Linked DNA regions of Sus scrofa: region 1 is linked to region 2. A link is a contact called in public HiChIP or PLAC-seq data. All regions are on one chromosome and are shown on one strand. The core of a region is the stretch at or near the end of the contact, and the rest is flanking DNA. Distances in the headings are between cores, read along the strand shown.

The links. HiChIP or PLAC-seq counts read pairs in DNA pulled down with a chosen protein or histone mark.
Region 1: an H3K27ac HiChIP or PLAC-seq map of skeletal muscle shows a contact between it and region 2. The contact joins two enhancer-like sites. A contact is called at or near these places in 2 of 47 Hi-C or Micro-C datasets (embryonic fibroblasts and fetal liver) and 1 of 2 datasets of contacts at active chromatin or transcription factors (skeletal muscle).

What each region holds. Positions count from the first base shown.
Region 1 is chr15:105,789,572-105,793,700 of Sscrofa11.1, forward strand. It overlaps KIAA2012, which reads left to right. Exons shown (of 23, transcript XM_005672082.3): 17 at 2,358-2,523. Among named protein-coding and RNA genes, the nearest start is that of SUMO1, 58 kb to the right of the region's middle. Within about 2 kb of position 1,275, at least 8 of the 83 cell types and tissues checked have an H3K27ac peak or open chromatin away from gene starts, as enhancers often do. A contact at or near this core is called in skeletal muscle, where this site is marked.
Region 2 is chr15:105,491,960-105,495,817 of Sscrofa11.1, forward strand. All of the region lies in intron 12 of CDK15 (cyclin-dependent kinase 15), which reads left to right. Among named protein-coding and RNA genes, the nearest start is that of CDK15, 93 kb to the left of the region's middle. Within about 2 kb of position 2,177, at least 4 of the 83 cell types and tissues checked have an H3K27ac peak or open chromatin away from gene starts, as enhancers often do. A contact at or near this core is called in skeletal muscle, where this site is marked.

The DNA of each region.
Region 1 (4,129 bases), core at 25-2,524, 300 kb after region 2:
CCATGAGGATGCGGGTTCAATCCCTGGCCTTGATCAGTGGGTTAAGGATCTGGCATTGCCGTGAGCTGTGGTGTAGGACACAGATGCAGCTCGGATCCTGCGTTGCTGTGGCTGTGGAGTAGGCCTGTAGCTGTAGCTCATATTCCACCCCTAGCCTGGGAACTTCCATATGCCATGGGAGTGGCCCTGAAAAAAAAAAGAAGGAAAATTGAAGTCCGAAAACTCAAGCTTGGTTTCGCCTCTTAGCATTCACTCAGCTCTGGGAAAATAAAAATGCCAATTGCTAACATGTTTAAGTGCTTCCTATGTGCTCACGTTGTGCTAACTGAGGAGCTTGGCCAGTTGGGCCCCGTCATTTGACGAAGCCCCATTTGGCAGTGGAAGCTGGAACAATAGGCTCTTGTGACATTCCATGAGCCTCAGTGACTTGAGAACCTGCCCTTACCTGCCTCCTGGTATAAAGATTCCTTCCTGGGTCAGAAAGGCTAGGTGTGGAGTTCCCATCATGGCTCAGTGGTTAACGAACCCGACTAGCATCCATGAGGACTCAAGTTCGAACCCTGGTCTCGCTTAGTGGGTTAAGGATCTGGTGTTGCCATAAGTTGTGGTCGCAGATGGGGCTCGGATCCCACGTTGCTTTGGCTGTGGCATAGGCTGGCAGCTACAGCTCCAATTAGACCCCTAGCCTGGGAACCTCCATGTGCTATGGTTTCAGCCCTAAAAAAAGACAAAAAGACAAAAAAAAGAAAAGAAAAGAAAGACTAGGTGCCCCCTAAGAACAAAAGGAGAAGGACACTTGGGTGGTAAGGCAGCTATCCAAAGAATTCCACTTTTAACTTTTATATCTCATCTTTTCCCAAATGGATTTAAACTACTTACAACCACAACCCCCAAGCCAAAAAAATAGAGTATCAAAAAGAATTTTTTTAAAAAACCTGGAAGAAAAGAACAAAGAACACCTAACCCTCCCCAAAATATCATTATAGTCATGGCGATTAAAGTTCAAACTTTCCAACTGAATATGAAAAAAAGAAAAGAAAAAGAAAAAAAGGAGCAACACGATCAGGTTTGTGGTTCTCATTTGCAGCATGCCTGTTCCTCAGGGGAAATAAAGGTTTTCCCAGCACTGAATTCTAAAGAATACTTCTGTGGGTTTTTATAGAGTGACATGGAGTGATTTAAAGACTCATATATTTACAGGAAGTTCCGTTTACCTCATTCGACAAATATTTCTCAAGTTTCTATAGTAAGGCCTGCCATAGCACAGCACAGTAAATATAATGCTGATTTAGCTAAAACATAAAATATCCAGGCCCAGGCCTGGCACACAGTAGCCGCTGCTGCAGCTGTTCCCAAAACCCATGCAGTTCTCTCTTGGTGACCTTTTTACCCAGAGAACATAAGTCAGCCTCAAGGCACATGCTAGTGACAGCAGTTCTACAGTGGGTCACACTTCCACAGCACATGACCTTTTGGTAGCTAAATTTGATCCAGAACAGAATTCAGAGGCATAAAGAAATGAATATATAGGTGAATGTCCCTAAGGCAATCTTTCTTAAAGGTCTTTTTTTTTTTTCATCTAAGCCTTTGATAGAAGAAATTTCAGTTAGATAATCCTATGTCACTTGATTAGCAGCATAAGTACGCAACTTCAAAGAGGCAAGCTAGTTCTCCTTCTCCCTCAAGTTTAGAACTTAGCCTAAGAGAACCCCCCCAAATGAAGACTAAACCGTCTAATCTCCTTTATTCTGGGAAGTGGTGACAGAAAGAGGGCGGACTAAGCGTTGGAAATGCCCACAGTGCGGCGCCTCGGAAAAAACAGGTGCTCAGTTAATGTTGGTTCATCTGCCCTCTTCCTGGTCCACCGGAGCTTTTTGTTTTTTCTTTTTAATTGAAGTATAGTTGATTTACAATATGGCAGCAGTCTCAGGTGTACAACAAAATGGTTCCGTTATACATCTTTTTTTCCTGGTTTTTTCCATTGTAGGTTGTAATGAGATATTAAATGTAGTCCCCTGTGCAATATAGTAAATCCTTGCTGTTTATCGAGTTAATATATAGTGGTGTGTACTCCAGAGTTTTTCTTTTTTCTTTTTTTTTTTTTTCTTTTTAGGGCCACACTTGTGGCATATGGAGGTTCCCAGGCTAGGGGTTGAATCGGAGCTGTAGTTACCGGCCTACACCACAGCCACAGCAACACCAGATCCGAGCTGCATGTGCAACCTACCCACTGAGAGAGGCCAGGGATCAAACCTGCATCCTCATGGATACTAGTCATGTTTTTAATCCACTGAGTCACAGCAGGAACTCCCAGAGTTTTTCTTTAGTTTGGTCCTGTTGGTTTTCTTTCTTCGAAGGGGCAGAGATGATAATGTGCACTGTCTGCACCGAGAACTCTCAGGACAGGAGTCTAAGTCCCCAGAGAGGTTGGGTCCTGTACACACATCTCTTCTGACAAAAGGAAAAGAAGAGAAGACTGAACCAAGACTGTTCAACCAGCAGACACCAGCCAACATCACCCATGTGAGTATAAACACCTAGAAGCTTGGTCCTAGGAGCCTACCTGGAAGGTGCTTCCATCAGGGTTACCGTGTACAGTTGTATAGATTGCTCACTATACAAGGGCACCTGCAAAGGGGGGATGTGGGAGCTGAAATTCGCTCTGTGGTCCATTCACCATGCCCCGCACACCACCATTGGGTTGGCTCCTTCTGAAGGATTGGGGTACCCATTTCTAATTTCAAAAGTACTATAAGGTACTAAAGGCACAAAGGTACTAAAAGGAAACCCAGCTTTCCTACACTCATATGACTTCTGACCCCAAATGTGTGAAAGTTTTCTCAACATCAACCAACTCTCCAGCTCTCTGGACATCGGCAGAGTATCCTACAGTTCAGGTGTGACATGAACTGCATGGAGTTAGCACAGACCCCACAGGTTAAGGGCTCAGTCCCACACCCCTGCTCCACACCGGACACCAGCCTCAAGTCCCAGGTAATCACCTGTACTTCTGACCAACAAGCTGTAAATAACGGGTTCCTACCACCCATCCCCAGGTTCAATAATTTGCTAGGACAGCTCACAAAATTTAGGAAACATTTACTTACTACTACAGATTTGTTACAAGGATATTTTATTTTATTTTTTGTCTTTTTTTTTTTTTTTTTTTTTTTTTTTTTTTAGGGCCTCAATCAAGGCATATGGATATTCCCAGGCTAGGGGTCAAATTGGAGCTGCAGCTGCCTGCCTACACCCCAGCCACTGCAGTGAAGGATCCTGAGTGAGGCCAGAGATCAAACCCATGTCCTCAAGGATACTAGTTGGGTTTGTTAACTGCTGAGCCATGGCAGGAACTCCTACAAAGGAATTTTTTTATTTTTTGGTATTTTCTAGGGCCACACCTATGGCATATGAAGGTTCCCAGGCTAGGGGTCCAATTGGAGTTGTTGCCACCAGCCCACGCCACAGCCACATCAACAAAGGATCCAAGCCGCATCTGCAACTTACACCACAGCTCATGGCAACGCCAGATCCTTAACCCACTGAGCAAGGCCAGAGATCGAACCCGCACCCTCATGGTTCCTAGTCAGATTCGTTAACCACTGAGCCACAACGGGAACTCCTACAAAGGATATTTTAAAGGAAACAAATGAAAAGCGAAATGAAGAGATACCTGGGGCAAGGCCCGGAAGTGTCCTAAGTTTCTGCCCCCATGGAGTTTGGGGTGTGCCTCCCTCCTCCCACACGGATGAGTTCACCAACCCAGAAGCAACTTGAACTCCTTTGCTTAGGGCTTTTATGGAGGCTTTATTACACTGGCAAATGGTGATTAATGCAACTTCTAGGCCTTGTCCTTTCCTCTGAGGTGGGGGGGGAGGGGAAGGGGAGGGACTGAAAGGTCCAGCCCTCGAAGCGCTGGTTGGTTTCTCTGGCAACAAGTCCTCCCTATTAAGGACTTTGCAAAATAACCTCATTAACATAATTCAGGTATGGTTGAAAGGGGCTTGTTAATAAATAACCAAAGACACGCCTCTGCTCCAGAAATTACTAGCACGCCTCATTTTATTGCGCTTCACTTTATATTGCATGTGGCAGATAATATGTTTTTACCGATTGAAGGTTTGTGGCA
Region 2 (3,858 bases), core at 927-3,426:
AACTCAAGTAAGATGGATTAGACTGGAGGTGACTCTGGAGTGGAATTTGGAAGCAAGGGAGGGACATGTGGGTAGAATGGCTTGGCATGTGGGTAGAGTAAAAGACATTCCAGGCGACCTACAGTTCTTAGTCCCTTTCTGGTACTCACTCCCAGCTTCATCCCCACCCCTCCCCAACTCCCATCCGCTATCACCTTCCCAGTCTGAGCTCCTACATCCCCCCCTTCATAGCTTTCTTCTCTCAGGCTTGGGACTTCTAAGTACCACTCCACCCAAGTATACACACTGGGGGAGGACAGATACACACACACACACACACACACACACACACACACACTCACACCCTCTCTGCATTTAAAGAAAGTTCTCCCAGGGGCTCCTCTTCTATTATTCTACGTAGAGAACCACTGGGAATCTTCAGAGTTTTCTGGGCACGGCTTTTCCTTGAAGGAGAGTAATTAGGAGAAAACAATCCCGGTGCAAACTGATGTGTAGTTAGAAACTTGGGTTTTGCCTCTTGCTGGTCACCTAAAGCAAAGCCACCATCAGAGGGACTCTGTGTGTGTGTGTGTGTGTGTGTGTGTGTGTGAGAGAGAGAGAGAGAGAGAGAGAGAGAGCACTTGCACATGTGGGTCTATGAGAGGGACCAAACCGATCTGTATTCCTTCTCTGTTCACCCAGCCACAGAGCCCAAATCTACTTTGACACTTTTAGAAAAATGAAAAGATGGAATCTTGCAGGAGCCTGCCTGTGCTGGGGGGGAGACGAGGAGTGCTCACAGCAGGAGGGAAGTTGACTTTTCTTTATACATATAGGGGTTTTTCCATGCAGAGTTTAAATTATGCCTGATAAAAGGAGTTTCGTGGATGTTTCAGTTCTTTCAAATTCTCCTGGCTTCCTCCCAATTAAATGAGGTTTGTCAAAGCCACAGGGCTCTGCTGCTGCTGCCTCGGCCGACAAGCACTTCCTGCAGCGACATCTCGAATCCCCGAGGGAGAAGATGAAAGGGCCAGCGCCAAGAGACAGGGGAAGGGGGGCAGATCGAGTGTGTGTGTATGTGTGTGTGTGTGTGTGTGTGTGTGTGTGTGTGTGTGTGTGTGTGTGTGAGGGGCGGGGGCAGAAATGGCAGAAGTGGGTTGAGAGACAGATCGACAGATAGGACATGGACAAGAAGACAGGGAAAACAAAGCTACCAGGAAAATTGAAAGGAAAAACAGAGGAAGACAGAGCAGCCACCAGGGCCAGTTTGTGCGCCTTGAGAACAGTGGCCCTCATCAAGACCATGGATTTTAAGGATGCACTCCCTTAGCCTGGCAGTGCCAGCTGTTTTTCCATCATCTGTGGCCATGAGCCTTTATTGAGAGCCTCCTTTGCAGACTGGGAGCGCCAGCCGTTATCACACTTCCCAACCCGCAGGGACACAGACTCGGGGTGGCTGCCCAGAAACAAGAATTGTGCAAAAATAAGACATGCTCTTGTGAGTGGTTTGTAAAGAGAGTTTCCCTGGCATAATGATGCAAGAAATTTTCCTCTCTGGCGGCAGCCTGGAATCACTTAGGGAGTTATATTTGTATCATTTTTATTATTCTGGTTTTATTCTGGTTTCAGGATAACAAAGTTGTCACTTTAAAATATATTCTGTTTCCCCTTTGATCTGGGAGATGCCAGCTCTTATTGTCTGCCCTCTGACGAAGACAATTTAAGCATGAAACTTGAGGCTAGGAACCGTGTGAAGAGGGGAAGGACAGCCTAAATGCCAGTGGAAGCGTGGCGCAGAGTCCCCCAAAATGCAGGGGTCACTCTCATCCATCCGTGTCCGTTTTCACGAAGTCGAGAGGTCCCTAGGTTGTGGTCGGAAGCTGATGGCCAGAGGAACCCAGGGGATCACTTGCCATGAAAATCCAGGAATTTTAGGCTTAGTTCCCTCCGAGTGCATTCTTAAGTGGAGAAGCATGCATGCTAGAATGGCAAGCATGTGGGAATTTCTGCCAAGCGCTGACATTTTCCCTTATTGACTCTTGAACACCTGAAGAAACATTTGTTGAAGGAGAAATTATGGGTAGTCTCTCTGAAAACACCCCCAGCAGCAAGCTAATTGCTTTTGCAGATGGCCGGAGAGACGCTCTACCCACTCAGTCATCAGCTTACGGCCACACTTGTGGTCCTCATGGCTGAGCCAGCAGAGCCGGACGTCAGCTGGGGCAGCTAGGACCTAAAATTAGGCCCTTGGCAGCTCTCTAATCTTAGCTGCAGGTTCAGCTTCTTCGTTTAATTCCCTTTGCCCTCAGCATGAACTTGGGCTCAGGGAAAGGAACGCTGCTTAATGACTCAGGAGTGGGGGGAGCAGAAGATCATTAAGCTGCCCCTTCTAGAGGCTGGCCCCACCCCATTCTTGCAGGGAGCCTTCCACATGTTACCCTTGGAAAGTGAAAACTGATTTTGGAACCTAGCCATTTTGAACCACAGACACTGATCCACAAAAGTAGTTTTTTTATCTTGGGCAGTAAATGCCACGTGATTTAAGAGTCTGGTCCTTAAGCCCTGGTCCTTGATGGAAACGACATCAAAGGCTGTCTCTCTCTGTGCGTTGGTCCCATTTTGCTTTGCAAATCCCAGGCTTGAGTCTCTCCCATTCCTTCCTGGACTAAATCCCCCTTCTCCTTTAAGTTAAGTTTCAGCATCTTAAAAAAAAAAAAATTCCTGAAACTTAAAAGCTTGCAATTGTTTCACAAGTAATTTTGCAAAAGCAATTTACCAGAGTCCTTCCTGTCATCATAGACTTCGGTCCCTGTAGGGATGGAAGAAGACATGGCATTTATCACTACCCTTTATCACACAACCCTAGTATCTGTACTCTGGTAGTCTCAGCAGATTTTATTCACAGGGCCCCATTAAAATCTGAGCAGTTTTTTTGCTCCCATAAAAGAACTTCAGGCCTTCTTTTCGATATTATCTCTTTAATACACTTGAAGATCTCTTGATATCACTTTCCAAAGCTTTCTTCTCTAAGTTCCTTTGACCTCCCCCCCAACCACCCACACACCCAATATCGATTCTTTTTCTTTTACCTTTTAATTATTTTGTTTCCTTATTCTACTCTGAACCTATTCCAGTTCTTTGGCTTATCGCTGAGACTACGGGCCCATCCTAGACTCAGGTTTCTAATGTAGTGGGAGAATTGAGTTCAGTTCATTCATGGAAGATTTATTGAGGGTCTCTCAGATATGAGATTGAGGGGTACAAAAATGAATTAGGCATGGACTCTGTCCTCAAAGAGCTTACAGTCCTTAAGGCAGTGAGTCAAGTATATAAACAGCTGCAGACCTAGTGTGAAGTGCTCTGGGAGGTCAAAGGAGGTGAGATTCAACTCCAGCTGTGGGGGTCCAGTTTGGCTTTGTGAGTGAGTCTTGAAAGATGATGGGGTCTGGATGGTTAAGGAGGCAAGATCTCCAGTGAGAGGAAGGCCGTCCTCTTCTTAATGCCATTATCATCTGAAGGTGTCTTTTTAATAATAATAGGACAATCCTCACTCAGGTTTCTTTCTTTCTTTTTTTTTTTTTTTTGTTTTTTCCTATGGCTATTCCCGTGGCATATGGAAATTCCCAAGCTAGGAGTCGAATCGGAGCTGCAGCTTCTGGCTTAACACCACAGCCATAGCAACGCAGAGCCGTGTCTGCGACCTACACCACAGCTCACGGCAAGGCTGAATCCTTAACCCACTGAGCAAGACCAGGGATCGAACCTGAATCCTCATGGATACTGGTTGGGGTCTTAACCCACTGAGCCATGATGGGAACCCCCTGACTCATATTTCATCCTAGGCTTTACTCTTTATCATCATATGTCTTCTGGCAATGA